4 separate regions of the Mus musculus genome follow, and regions 2, 3 and 4 are each linked to region 1. A link is a contact called in public HiCAR-type, HiChIP or PLAC-seq and promoter capture Hi-C data. All regions are on one chromosome and are shown on one strand. Each heading gives the region's core, a stretch centred on a gene start, on an enhancer-like site or on the middle of the called end of the contact. The rest is flanking DNA. Distances are from core to core; before and after follow the strand shown.

What was found. Promoter capture Hi-C pulls out the DNA fragments that hold promoters and counts their contacts. HiCAR-type assays count read pairs that join an accessible place to other places. HiChIP or PLAC-seq counts read pairs in DNA pulled down with a chosen protein or histone mark.
Region 2: a contact with region 1 is called in an H3K27ac HiChIP or PLAC-seq map of embryonic stem cells, with 2.9 times the contacts expected there. The contact joins the enhancer-like site here to the promoter of Ldhb in region 1. A contact is called at or near these places in 8 of 39 promoter capture datasets (the 3T3-L1 cell line, 3T3-L1-derived adipocytes, embryonic stem cells and 4 more), 2 of 115 datasets of contacts at active chromatin or transcription factors (both in embryonic stem cells) and 1 of 9 other capture datasets (liver).
Region 3: a contact with region 1 is called in a HiCAR-type map of astrocytes, with 4 times the contacts expected there. The contact joins the enhancer-like site here to the promoter of Ldhb in region 1. A contact is called at or near these places in 2 of 39 promoter capture datasets (embryonic stem cells and hippocampal neurons), 1 of 484 Hi-C or Micro-C datasets (CD4 T cells), 2 of 115 datasets of contacts at active chromatin or transcription factors (astrocytes and embryonic stem cells) and 1 of 9 other capture datasets (liver).
Region 4: a promoter capture Hi-C map of stem cell-derived epiblast-like cells shows a contact between it and region 1, with 6 times the contacts expected there. The contact joins the enhancer-like site here to the promoter of Ldhb in region 1. A contact is called at or near these places in 9 of 39 promoter capture datasets (the 3T3-L1 cell line, the C10 cell line, cranial neural crest and 5 more), 3 of 15 datasets of contacts at CTCF or cohesin (large pre-B cells, pro-B cells and stem cell-derived epiblast-like cells), 32 of 484 Hi-C or Micro-C datasets (the AML12 cell line, the AtT-20 cell line, B cells and 20 more), 7 of 115 datasets of contacts at active chromatin or transcription factors (astrocytes, bone marrow-derived dendritic cells, differentiating embryonic stem cells and 1 more) and 3 of 9 other capture datasets (adipose tissue, embryonic stem cells and liver).

Annotation. Positions count from the first base shown.
Region 1 is chr6:142,506,404-142,509,805 of GRCm38.p6, reverse strand. Ldhb (lactate dehydrogenase B) reads left to right here and starts at 1,849. Exons shown (of 8, transcript NM_008492.3): 1 at 1,849-1,953.
Region 2 is chr6:140,602,085-140,605,486 of GRCm38.p6, reverse strand. No RefSeq gene overlaps it. Among named protein-coding and RNA genes, the nearest start is that of Aebp2, 20 kb to the left of the region's middle. Within about 2 kb of position 1,821, at least 21 of the 459 cell types and tissues checked have an H3K27ac peak or open chromatin away from gene starts, as enhancers often do. A contact at or near this core is called in embryonic stem cells, where this site is marked.
Region 3 is chr6:140,665,969-140,669,370 of GRCm38.p6, reverse strand. It overlaps a transcript of Aebp2 not described here. Among named protein-coding and RNA genes, the nearest start is that of Gm30215, 13 kb to the left of the region's middle. Within about 2 kb of position 1,915, at least 68 of the 459 cell types and tissues checked have an H3K27ac peak or open chromatin away from gene starts, as enhancers often do. A contact at or near this core is called in astrocytes, where this site is marked.
Region 4 is chr6:141,494,184-141,497,585 of GRCm38.p6, reverse strand. The region is part of intron 15 of Pde3a (phosphodiesterase 3A, cGMP inhibited); the gene reads right to left. Among named protein-coding and RNA genes, the nearest start is that of Slco1c1, 28 kb to the left of the region's middle. Within about 2 kb of position 1,810, at least 41 of the 459 cell types and tissues checked have an H3K27ac peak or open chromatin away from gene starts, as enhancers often do. A contact at or near this core is called in astrocytes, differentiating embryonic stem cells, embryonic stem cells and 3 more, where this site is marked.

The sequences.
Region 1 (3,402 bases), core at 600-3,099:
CTCCCTCTCTCCCTCCCTCTCTCCCTCCCATTAAAGCTGGTGTTTCTCTGTGTAGGCCTGGCTGACCTAGAACTCCGTTTCTAGACCAAATTGGCCTTGAACTCAGAGACCTGCCTGTTGTCTGTCTCTGCCTCCCGAGTTCGGGGGACTAAGGGCACGAGCCACCTCGCCCGCTCAGGAGCACATTCTGCGTGATCACTTGCTGATGTTTGCAACCCTCTAGCAGTGTGCACATTGCCATTAGCAGGCATCCTGTCTTGTGTGTCTTGGTCCCTGCAGCACTACTCCTACATAGGAACATTCTCCGTACATAGTTTTAAAGGAGGAAACCCCAGCCTCTCTTTTGCTATTTCAGTTTACATTTGGGTTCGGTTTTATAACCCGCCTCACTCCCCGAGAACAATATACTTTAACTTTAGCCCTTGTTGCCTGCATGTTTCCTAAGCATTTACCTTGCAGATGGAAAGCTCTATTCTTTCCCTAAAATTCCCCCTAGCCACCCCTTCCCCTTCAGCTCCTGGTACTGATACTCTTTTTCACTGCTGGGATTCAAACCCCAAACACTAAGGCTGTACTCTACCCCAAAGTCCCATCCATAGCTGCCTGTCACATCTCTATCAAAGAGTCTCCTTTTCTTCAATTCCTACAATTCCTTCTACTCCCCAGTAATGTGATAGCTCTACCCAGACTCCCCCAAATTTTCAGTAAAATTGGGGCAGAGGGCAGCACCCAAAGAGCACAGTTATATTCACACTTACACCTTCAATGCTTGGCAGAGGGAAGTTCTATTTATAGAGTTAGTAGTCGTTGACAAGAGGTACACACTTAAAGAAAACAAAAGGCAAATTCTCACACAGCAACTCCAGTGAGCTTGCTAGATGGGGAAACAATTTTATCTTAAGAAAACACAACTGCCCTAAATTTTCACAACACTTCTGATTGCTTAATCCATGCTGGAATAAGGAACCGGGCACTGGGCTGGATGAGACAAAGAGCTAAGAATGTGGGAAGACAATTACAGGGCTGGGGATGCTACTCCCTGCTAAACTGTGAGCTCCTGGGTTCTATGCGAAGCGCTCTCTCTCTCTCTCTCTCTCTCTCTCTCTCTCTCTCTCTCACACACACACACACACACACACACTGTACCAGCTCAGCGACTCCTAGGGAAGTTACATCTTTCTTAGGGTTCTTATTTTTTCTCCCTGGGGCCAGGCTTTTTCTTGGGACCTTGCAGTTTCCTGGAGGAACTGTGAAAGGCAGAAATCAGGCACCTTCGATCTTGTTGGGCAGCTATTAGTTGAATTAGGTGTGGGGAGAGGGGGAGGGGCGGTTACTGTCTTATTGAAGGAACTTTAAATGACCAAAAATCTGTTCTCTTCTGGGTTAGTTTGTTTTTGTTTGTTTGAAACAGTCTTAATGGAGAGGCCTAGGCTGGTCTCAAACTCCTGACTTCCCTCAGGACTCAGCCTTACCAGTGCTGGGATAACAGGCGTGTATAAACCCCCACTTCTGAAAAGAGTTCAGAAGCTCCGAGGCCTTTTGGAGTGATGTATCAGTAGCATCTTAAGCAAGGCGACTGCTCTAAAGTGGAGCCGGAATGCAACCTAGACATAGGTTTCTATTAGCACAAGATGGAGACCGTACAGAAGGCCAGAGAGGCAGGTTTACGGAATAAGTGCCTCAGCGGAAGGTGACCTCTAACTTTAGAGAGCGGGGGAGAGCGCGTGCACACTCCAGCCTTGTCCTTGAAGGAGATTGAACGAGCCGAGGGGAGGGATAGACCCGTCTCGGGTTTCCAATCACAATGGAGAAAGCTAGGAGGCTGGAGCGCCGCGGCCCCGCCTCCTCCTCCTCCTTCTTGTAGAGCCGGAGTCTGCGATCCGCAGAGCAGCAGCCTGCTGACTTTGCAGTGGCTCCCCTGCCTCAGCGCGCCGCAGAGCCTCCTCTTTTCTGGTAGGTCTGAATCCAGGATCCCAAAACCTGACTTAACTGAACATCAGGGTGTGTGTTGTGGGAGTAGGGAGTGCAGAGGTGTTATTGTTTGGCAGAACAGGAGGAAGGAGCTACGTACGACACATCCACTCTTTGGGGCCTTTGTCCCTGAGCATTCATGCCCCTACCTATTTCTTCTTTGTGGTTTTGGGTGGCAAGCCGAGCGAGCAGAGGTGCGCAGCTGAGCTCCCGACTCGGTCTGCACCTTGGTACAGCCTGAGCACAGGGTGGTCTCGGGCCTGTGTGCTATCAATAGAAAGACTTGTAACGTAAGGTAAGTCAAACCTAGTCTCTTCAAGTCCTTGGCAGTTAGCACATCACCCATCAGCTGCGATGCAGCCTGGGGCGCAAGCCAGGGCAGCGCGCCCAGTGGCCGGGGAACCGAGCAAGGTCTAGGTGGGTCCCTGTGAAGGTTGGAAGGTCTTGCACCTGGTGATGGAGAACGGTCCCAGCTATTTTAGCAATGAGGATAAAGGAAAGTTCGGTCCGGAACACCAGGCTTCGTCCCCTCTCACGCTGCCCGCCCTGCAGCCGGGTACTTGCTGGGCCTCTTTAGATGCGCTAGGATTTTGTTTACTTCTTGTGCTAAGTGTGGAAGCCTAGGCTTTCCCCCTGGAGACCGTAATCGAGGTGTGCGCTGGTGTCTCCCTCGTGACCTGCTTTGCACAGGAGGAAAGGTGGCTTGGGTGTCACGGAACTGAACAAGCTCCGACAGCACCTGGGGTCGGGGGTAGGGTGAAGGATATGACTGGTTTTAATGGAGAAATTGGAGGCCATACCCGGGCATTAAGAGTTAACATAGGTGATTCTCTGCGGAGTCGTCCTTAGCCTCTGACCTAGACCACTGGTTCTTATCCACAGGAGATGGGAATGTGGGGGCACCCTGAGGCGAGGGTGTTTTTTCCTGTTCCTTTCTCTCTACAGTCAACTCCCTGATTTGACACAGGCTTGCTACAACGCAAACTATTTTCTTCTCATTCTCTATCACTGTGGGAGGTGGGGGTGGGAGGAGAATACACGCTGAACTTCAGTCTAGATATCTGCCTGTGCTTGCTGGATCTTCAACACTGCCGCTTTTGAAATTCCCCAAAGCGATTTAAAATGTTTTCAGGACAGCTTCAACGTTCCAGCGTTTCAGATAGCATCCCAGGATGATGGAGGGTGACCTTGGCCTCTCCTGACTCTCCTACCTCCACCTCCCAAACGTTGGGACTCCAGGCCTTCCTAATGTTCTCTGGAGCCTATCAGATTTTAAGCCAACTAACAAAAATAAACTTGGTGTGGGCAGGCTTTGGGGAGGCTCTGCTTTTCTTACTGTTGAGGCTACTCAGCTGAAACTGCCTAAGACACAGGGCCTGACTGGATTCATTTTAAGGTTGGTGCTTTGTCCAAACCCTCCCACAGCAGTTC
Region 2 (3,402 bases), core at 572-3,071, 1.9 Mb after region 1:
ATGTGGTTGCTAGGAATTGAAATCAGGACCTCTGCTTGCCCTGGCAGATTTATTTATTATTATATGTAAGTACACTGTAGCTGTCTTCAGACACACCAGAAGAGGGCAGCGTCAGATCTCATTAAGGATGGTTGTGAGCCACCATGTGGTTGCTGGGATTTGAACTCAGGACCTTCAGGACCTTCGGAAGAGCAGTCAGTGCTCTTAACCGCTGGGCCATCTCTCCAGCCCTATTCAGGTGTTTTTTTAGCCCCTAGTCCCTGAACAGTCAGGTCTGCCTTGGCGATACATGCTGGACTTGCTGTGCCCGACCATGGCTTGAATGCATAACTGAAAGATCTACTGAATGCATAGCCAAATGTCACTAGGTTCCCCTAACACCCAGCTAACAACAATCCCATTGTGGCTTCCGCCTTTTAAATGTTCTACTCCTGTGCTTCAGTGCCAAGGGAAGAGCCTGCTCTGGGTTGCGGGCTAATAAAGCCCTCTGTGTCCCTCCTGAATGCTGGGGACGGAGGGACCTGCCATTGCCTGCTTTTGCTTGTAAATTGTATCTGCTTGAGACAGGAGCTCACACTGTAGCCCAGATTGGCCTGAAACTTGGGACGAAGCTTCTGATTTAGTTTCCTGGGCTCTAGGATTAGACGAGTGAGCCATCTTTTTTTATATCTAAACGTGTAAGTGAGGAGCTGATGAGGTGGCCCTGAGGTTTTAAAAGCCCTCAGTGCTCTCTTGGAGGGCTGGATTTTGGATCCTAGCACCCATGTCAAGCACAGAATGATACCTGGAACACCAGTCTCTAGTGGATCTGATGTCCTCTTCTGGATCTTGTAGGTGCCTGCACACATGTGGCACAGACACGCTTACATACATGTTTTAAATGAAATACACATTGGGACAAGCAAGTTATCTGTTTTCTCCATGGCTCTGAGTCCCTTGGTATTCTGTCTGGACTCCACTCCCTCAGTTACCTGGCAACATCCAGGTAGGCCTGGTCTACTATAAAAGGGGTTGCTTGCCTCTTCTCTCTCTCTTACTCTTGCTTTCTTGCCTCTTGCCCCCCTTGCTCCCCCTCTCATCATTCCCTTCCCCCTCTCTCCACCTGGTCATGGCCGGCCTCTACTTCTCTACTCTCTCCTTCTCTCTGCCTTTCTCTGCCTCTACTACCCTCTTATGTCCCCTCCCCATGCCCTGAATAAACTATTCTATACTGTATCATCTTGTGGCTGGTCCCTCAGGGGAAAGGATGCCTTGTCATGGGCCAGTGAGGCACTCCTTTCCCCCATACCCCCCGACTCCCATAGAACATATTCTTATATTTCTTTCTCTTTTTATGATTACAACGGAGCCCATGTCCAGTTAATAAGTCTTTGTCTGTGTTAGATGGCTGCTGGGAAGTGAGGGGTATTTGGAGTTTTAGAGCCAAGGTGTAACCCAAAAGTCCTGCCAGCCGATTCTGGAAAGCTATTCCCCACCCCCAAGTGTGTGTGTGTGTGTGTGTGTGTGTGTGTGTGTGTGTGTATGTATGTATGTGTGCTTGTGGGTCCACATAGTCTCTCCTCTGGGCTAGGCCAACTCTTAGCTTTCCTTTTCCTCCTTCTGAAGCATGGGACTGTGGGTGTGGGCTACCATGCACCATCCCAGAGCAGTCCCTCCAGCTGAAAGCTCTCCCGTTCAGCCTGTCTGCAAGGCTGAGCTTCACAAATGGATAATTTGTCATCCTTGCAGGCAAGATCCAGCAGGCAACAGAGAGAGCCAGGTTCGTGCATGGAGTATGTCAGGCAGGGTGGAGCCCCTGAGGGCTACAGAGTTTGTTAGAGAAAGTGGCTTTGGCCAGGCTCTCTTTAGAAACGCAGCCAGCCCATTATCCTCTCCTCTACCTGAGACATAGTAACAAGCAACAGAAAGCCAAGGTTTTGTCAATGCCAGCATTCTTCCCGCAGGAGCTAATCTCCCTTTTATTAAGCCGCTCCTGGGGGTCTGCTCAGGCTAAAATGGGAATGAAAGATTAACATTAAAAAAGAAACACAAGAGCCCCTTAAATGGCCCAGTGGGTGAAGCCTGGGAACCGACAGGTTGCCCTTTGACCTCTCCATTCACGTGCCACTCTTCCCCACCCCCCAAATGCCATCAAGATAGCTCAGTCTGTAAAGGCATCAGCCATCAAGTCTGATGATGGGAGTTCAATTCCTAGAACGCAGGGGATGGAAGGAGGGAAGAGAAACAGGAAACAGTTTTTTCAATAGTTTACCTAAAAGACATCGGAATCTCTGTAAGACAGAACCCGGGCGTTCTACATATTCATAACCTGTGTGTGTGTGTGTGTGTGTGTGTGTGTGTGTGTGTGTGTGTGTGTGCGTGTGAAAATGGGAAAGACATTCTGAAATGCCTTTCCTTCTCCACTGACCTACCACTCAATCAGTGGAGAACTCTGAGAAACTTCCGCTGGCCCTGTGGTTTCCTAACCCTGGAACTGTAGAGGTTGGGGTGCCCCTCAACTTCCAGACACATTCGTTTATTTTGAGACTTAGAAGACAATCTAAGTGGCTGGATATTAACCTGTTTTTATTTTGCTCTTCCTTCTCCTTCTTCCTCCTCTGCCTCTCCCTTCGTCCTCCTTCCTCCTCTTTCCTCTTTCTTAAGCTTGAGACAGGAGACAGTTTTTGTGTGTGTGTGTGTGTGTGTGTGTGTGTGTGTGTGTGTGTGTGTGTGACCCTGGCTGTTCTGAAACTATCTCTGTAGATGAGGCTGGCCTCGAACTCACATGAGATCCTCCTGCCTCTGCCTCCCCAGTGCTGGGATTAAAGACATAAACTACCATCTTCTGGTTCAATTTCTACTATCTAAAAAGATTTAGGTACGGGCAGTGGTGGAGCATGGGAGTTAGAGGCAGGCGGACTTCTGAGTTCAAGGACAGCCTGGTGTACAGAGTGAGTTCCAGGGATAGCCAGGGCTACACAGAGAAACCCTGTCTCAAAAAACAAAACAAGCAAACAAAGATTTAGGTAACGCCAGCAGATGGGATGATGGCATGGTCTGAGCTCCTCCTCCACATAACACAATTCATTTACAATTTCTTCGTGGCTCTGACTTGCTTCCCTCCTCAGAGCTGGAATTTGCACCACCATTCCTGCTGGGCTTTCTAAGCTTGTACCTATTCCTGAGAGCATAGAGCCTTATGCTTTCGGCCTACTGTAGAATTCTTCTTCCCTATGCTTTCGGCTTGCTGTGTTTCTACCTCTCCAAACCTGGAAAATCCTCCTTGTATCTGTAACAATTAAGAGGGAAAAGCATTCAGATGGTCTTTCCCATTCTCTCTCTCTCTCTCTCTCTCTCACACACACACACACACACACACACACACACACAAACACCCACACACACACAGGTAACGGGTATGTA
Region 3 (3,402 bases), core at 666-3,165, 1.8 Mb after region 1:
AAACACAGGAGGCAAACATCCTCACCTCAAGTCCCAGGGCTGGAGAGACAGCTTTGTGGTTAAGGGCCTGCACTGTTCTTATAGAGGGCCTGAGTTCAGTTCCCAGCACCCACATTAGGAAACTCACAACCATCTGTAACTCATCTCCATAGGATCAGACGTCCTTTTTGGTCTCTGTATGGATCTACATTAATGTGTGCACATACATACACAAATAAAGATAAGACTTTTTTTTTTACATCTTCACATTTTTGAGTCAGAGATTCCTCACTCATGGGAAGTGTGGGGCAGAGAAGAGGAAAAACGTGGAAAGAGAAGAGTTGGGAGGTGGACATACGCCCAGAACTCAGGAGAACTGAGTTACAAGTTCAAGGCCAATGGTGGGGAGTTGGGGGGGGGGCATACACTATGAGTACCAGAACCACCAGATCTACATAGCAAGACCTTGTCTCAAAATAAATAAATGTAAATACATGTAAATAAATAAAAACAAAGATAAACTGTAGCATTGCTGCTACATCCTGCTGGCAGGGGGTATGCTGAGTTTACCCTCCTGTATGATGCTCTCGTGATCCATTCATTTATTTATTTACTTATTTATTTATTTTTATGTTTGAGTGAGAATCTTAATAGCCTAAGCTGGCCTTGAATTCAGAGACCCACCTGCTTCTGCCTCTGCCTCCCAAATGGTGGGTTTACCACCTCAGCCCATTATTAATTCTTAGAGCAAAGGGGTAAAATTAGGCCAGTTAACCTTTAATCCCAGCTCTGGGGAGACAAAGGCAGGTGGGTGGGTCTCCGTGAGGTTAAAGCTAGTGTGGTCTATGTGTTTGAAGAGAGAGGGAGGGGGTGGAAAGGAGGGATGGAGGAGGGGGTACAAAGTCATCTTGATCATTCCTCACCAAAATTCAGTCCTAAACAATCATGGCCAACAGCCTTAGTTCTGTAAATCTTTTTCATTCCCTCCCCTTGGGACAGTGGCTCATATAACCCAAAGCTGGTCTTCAACTAAAGGCCTGAAGCAGCTACACAGTTACAGTCCATATTCTCCTCCTCCAGTCAGAAGAGCCAGAACAGTGAGATCTTACCTATTCTAGTCCATTAAAAAACAAAACAAACCCGAAAAAACCCACCTGGTGCTGAGCAGCAGTCTCAACCCTGACTAGAGGCCAACATGTCCTTTGAAACAAAATCATGGTCCATACTTCCCAAGATGGAACGAATTTACCCCTCCATTTAATGTCATAACTTCCTTTAAAAAAACATAACTTGTTGTATGTGCATTCATGCTTTCCCAGCATGTAAATCTGTGTGAAGGAGTTACAGACAGCTGTGAGCTGCCATGTGGGTGTTAGGAATTGAACCTGAGTCCTCTGGAAGAGCAGTCAGTGCTTCCAACTGCTGAGCCATCTCTCCAGCCCCCAAATGTCCTTTTCTGTTACTGGTAAGTGCCCGAGTCCATGGTATAGCTCACGATTGGAAAGGCCTCTGGTCTACCTTCAGTTTCTGTAGAAGTCCTCTGACATGGTTCCCACAGATGGCTCCCATGTGCTCACACCCCTGAATGTAAAATGCACAGTGCAGGCCATGAGACAGGTGCTGAGAACAGAGCACCTCAGCTAGGAAGGCTGTCTAAGCATGCGGGCGTGTATACAGCGCCATTCAAAGATAGAGTCAGCCTCAGTACTGTTCTAGCCAGTGCTCTACCTTTGAGCCCAGCCCCTAGCAAATTACATTTCTAAAGACAGAATAGGGGAGGGGCTAGCCACTCAGCTTCTTTCTGTAACGCCTAACCCTTCCATTTCTGTGTGCATGTGAATTCATACAGCATTGAGTCACTCGATCATGGTGGTGCGTGCTGAGAAACGCATCATCAGGCAACTTCATCACTGTGATATCACCAGACACACTTATGAAACACATCACATGCAGCTCTCAGTGCATGTAAGTCACTGTATACAGGCAGTGGTATTGGGAAAAGCTTAGTCACTGTTGCTATTTTTCAGGAGGTTTTGTTTGGTTTGGTTTGGTTTTTTGTCTTATTGGGTTTTTTTGTTTGTTTGTTTTTGTTTTTGTAAACTAAATCTATGAATGATAGGTAAGATATTTGGTTTCTGGTTCTAACCAATTAAACCACCGAGAAATAACACTCTCTGGAAGCAAAGGCAGAGCCTGCCAGGTGCTGGTCACACTGAGATTTGCCCGCTTGCAAAGCTTCTCAGGGTCTGCCCAGGCACAGAGCCAATTTCCCTTGTCTCCAGAGTGAAAAGGGAAATGAGACACTGCATCAATGTCACACTTGTTGCCGGATAGGCTTTGAAGATAGTCCAGGAGTGGAGATACTGTCGGGATACTGTCAGCCGTACAGATTCCTAGCCAGTACGGGAAGAAACCAAGCCTCGCATACAGGCAACAGAACTCTGGCTGTTTCCCCCGGTCCTGAGCTCTGGGCTCCATTCCAACAGCTTCCAAGCTTCTTGTCTTTCCATAGGATACATATAACTAGGATTCTGGCACTAGAGATGCCACTCTTATTGCTAGAAAACTTCCCTTCTCCGCGGGGATAAAACTCAACCAACGCTCACATCCACCATGTGTTCTTACTGTACGGAGCCTGACTGCAGCCCCCATCTTTGACATCAAAGAGCAGAATTCCTGTGAATCCCTCGGGAATGGTGACAGTGGAGACACGTCCCAGACATCCAGAGTTGAAAGTCAGGAACACACTTTCCCACAGAAATAGTCAGCAGCTTCCCAGTGGAGTTCCCACAATCCCGTTAGCCCACAGCATTCTTGGAATACCCCAGACGTCCATGCAAGTCCCCTAACATGCTCTTGCTACTCCGTTCCCATCCTATCTTGCTTTCCCATCCTCTTCGGCACCCTTGATTCACATTTACGAATTCTCATGTGTTCAGTTCGCCAGACTCGGAAAACAGGCTCACCGGAGAGGCTGGCTCCAGCTCTGGCCTCCCAGCATCAGGCTGTGAGTGTGGGTATGGCCCAGAGCTCTTTCTTTGCCTTTAACATTCATGCCCACACTGTTCGCGGAAAACCTGAGGGCTCTTAGGCTGCATGAGGAGCGACCACAGATGGATTCACCTGTGTGGAAATGTGCTATGCCAATCAATTAACAAGAAGGAATGGATCTTTGCAAGGGTGGGAAACACTGCTTGCCTCAGGGTGAATGGTATCTGAATCCTCAGCGTCTCCCACAGAGGAGCTGATGGGTCTTGAAACACAAGCTGGCAGCTATGCAAGGGGTTGGCATCTACGAGTGTGGCTGGTCGGACTGCATGACGCATCACTGGGGCCTTGAAGGGTGAAGAGTGATCTAGAAACTTCAGCTTCACCTTCCCTTCCAGGGTCCTTGTCGGCCCCCAGGGAAACTCACCAGATTCC
Region 4 (3,402 bases), core at 561-3,060, 1.0 Mb after region 1:
TCTTAGAATGCATATGAGAGGAGACAGTGAGTGGAGCAGTAGCATGCAAGCAGTGACTCATTGTTCTCTAGTTCCTGGCTCTGGATGCAATGTGACCAGCTCTCTATAGATCTTGACACTGTGACTTTCTCACAATGATGAGATGTAACCTGGAATTGTGAGATAAAATAGCGTTTCTCCCTGAGTCATTTTGGTCAGAGTATTTTATAACAGCAATAAAAATGTAACCAAGATACTATTGCTCTTAGCTTGACTGAATTGTAAGCGCAGGGACGCACCCTAACTCCTACCTCCAGATCCTGGTCTCCCTCCTCTCAGAACTTTCACTTTAGAAAGCCTCTGATTGGAAATCAGTTCTCTGATCCTTTGCAATATAGATAATATAGATAAATGTTCTAGCCTGGGGACCATCCCTTTGCAAGGTGATCATAGAGAGAAAAATGGTGATGTGACCATATATCCAATGTTCACATTAGATCTATAATTCTTTACTCCTAAAATGCTGTTAGAAATCTAATGTTAAATGGCCTTAAGGAAAGAAAAGAGCATGAAAAGATGCAAGGAAGGAAGAAGTTGCGGCCCATTCTCCATTACCAGGAAGGGAGGGAAGGAGGGAGGGAAGGAGGGAGGGAAGGAGGGAGGGAGGAGTGCGGCCCTAGCAGGCCAGGAGCTTCTAGGCGATTTTCTGTTCTCAACCACCCATTTCTTAGTTTCTGTGCTGAGATTATAAATGCTAAGCCTCACCACCACCATCTTTTCACATATTGGATTCTGGGATCAGTCTTATGTAGGGAACTTTTATGTGCTAGGCTATCCTAGTCCTAATTTGGTTCTTTTAATTGGTTTATTTGATAAAGGTGGCCTAGCCTGGCTTGCTGCCAGAGCACAGGCAATAACTCTGACAACAAGCTACTTCCTCAAAACAACAACAACAATCACTTAAATACGTCATGGCTAATATTGCTAACTTGACATGACCTAGGATCAGCAGAAAGGGCAAAGCTCTGGGCGTGTCAGTGAGGGAGCTTCCAGGTAGGAAAAATCCCTCCTAACTGTGGATGGTGCCATCCTGTGGGTGGGGGTCCCAGACTGAATAAAAAGGAGGAAGCTGGCAGGTTGGTGTCCTTGAGTTGATTTTTGTTAAGCACTTTTTGAAGGAATGGGGGCAGGGAGAAAAGTAACACAATATCCTACCTCAGTAAAGAAAGTACACGAGCATACTTTACTTTTAAAAGTAAAGGAAAATTATTTTCCTGGCCAAGCTCTCTACGCCAGTTTTGTTGTAACTGTCATGAATGTAAATGACTTGTTTGTATATGTGCGTGTGTATGGAAGCCCACTTGAGTGCGTGTATGGGCAGAGCCTGCAGAAGCAAGAAGAGGGCACTGCATTTCCTGAAACTGGGGTTACAAACAGTGCTTGCATTGTGGGTGCTGGGAACTGAACTTCGAAAGAACCTTAAATGCCATTTTTTTAGCCCCAGAATAGACTTTTTACTCAGAAGTTGGTTTGAATCACAGTAGTAGGAAACCCTCTACTGCTCACGGTGTGAGCACATTTTCAGGGAAGAAGATAACAAAAGCCCCATTTCCCCCCTTTTTCCCTTTCGAGGGGCAGGCCCCAGGAGAGCAGCTGTTCTCTGATGGCTGTTAAACATTAGCAATAAACCTCTCTGGAATTATGCTGAACCAAGTGACGTAGAAGAAAGTTTGTACCAAATAAATTTGCGTAGATTAGAATCTGCAGGTGGTCTGAAACTAGCCAGCGCTGGGAGCCAAATTATTCAGCACTGGAACCTTTTGAAAGGAGAACAAAGCGCCTTTCGTGGTGCAGACTCCAAGCACAGCTTAGTACTTCATTAGAAACCTCTTAGCTCGCCCCAGGAACCTTTCAGATTTAATTATGAGGTGGGATAAAAGCCCCCTCCCTCTGGACATCACACTGCAGCATTTTATTCTGTTTCCAGGGAGACCTCCAAGTTTTGCAAACTGCACAACTCACTCACCAGTGTCTATTTAATATTCCCCACCCCCACCCCCCACCCCCCCACCCCCGCCCCTGAAATCTAAGAACAGGCTAAATCAAAGTAAACATCCCGGCCATTATGAATTCTGTAATGAAAATTACAAAGACTTCAAAAGCAAGGGAGTAAAAAATGAAGAAACCTGGGTGCCTTCGCTGATTCTACCACCATGTCATGTTGCTTATGGTTGGCTGTCAATCTTATTTTCTCCTTTATTAAAATGAGGAAGTGCCTCACTAAATGTTATGACTCTGTTCTGTGGCTAGTGTTTAAGTCTGCTAATATCACTCCACTTTTATCATTTTGGAGGCCACAAAGGTGCTTCAGAGTCAGAATTTTGGGAGCTCAAGAAATGGACCAGTGGGTAAAGTGCTTTCTGCGCCAGTACAAGGACCTCGGCTTGATCTCCAGCATCCATGTGAAAGGATGAGCACACATCTTGTGACATGCCTCTGCAATCACAGATCTGGGGAGGTGGAAGCGGGTGGGTCTCTGGAGCTCACTGGCTACCAAGCCTAGCCAAATAAATGAACTTCAAGTTCGCAAGGAAAACCCTACCTCAAAAACTATAAGTGGACATTAACCCCTGGCCTCCACATGCACCTGTACCTTCATGCACACACATGTTCCTATACATATGCATACATGCATATACACTCAAACATGTACACCAACAGATCATACTTTTAAAGCTACAGTATCTGATTGTTGTGGCAGAGATGTTTTAAATTTCAGGGTATGGGGGCTAGTTAATTACTGAAAGCCATGTGTAACTGAATCCATAGAACTCTCAATGGATGCTCTACTAGACTTGACTAAAACAGAAAGAGCAAGGGAACAACCTATCAGTGTGGAGGTTAACATGCTAGTCCAGTATTTGGACAAAGCATTCTCCACTCAAGCTTAGATGAGCAAGCTAAGCCTGCTAAATAATGGTCTTGGAATAAATCCTTCAATTCCCCATGCCTGGGTATGTACACTACTAATGTCTTTGAGTTTAAATGGCAATCCATGAAGACTCTCATCAGAGGCTCAGTTGACAAACCTCTTTTATTATATTCCAGGGGCAAACTTCTCTTCATAAGCATAGCAGCAGGCTGACTGCTTGAATTGGAAATAAAGCAAAAGAGAAAAACTAAAAGATGAATAAATAACTCTTGAATCTCAAATCTCAGGCTCTAGGTCTGAATCCCAAAATCAATAATTTCCTTTTATAAACATCAGAGAAATAGGTTGGCAACAGAGTATCAGAGAGAAACCAAATTTTCATTTTCCCTGATTCAATTCAAAAGCTAATAGACTGGGGAGTGGCTCAGTGGGTAAGCACTTGCTGTGCCTTGGATCCATCATCCACTTGAAGCTGATTTTGTACCACAGCA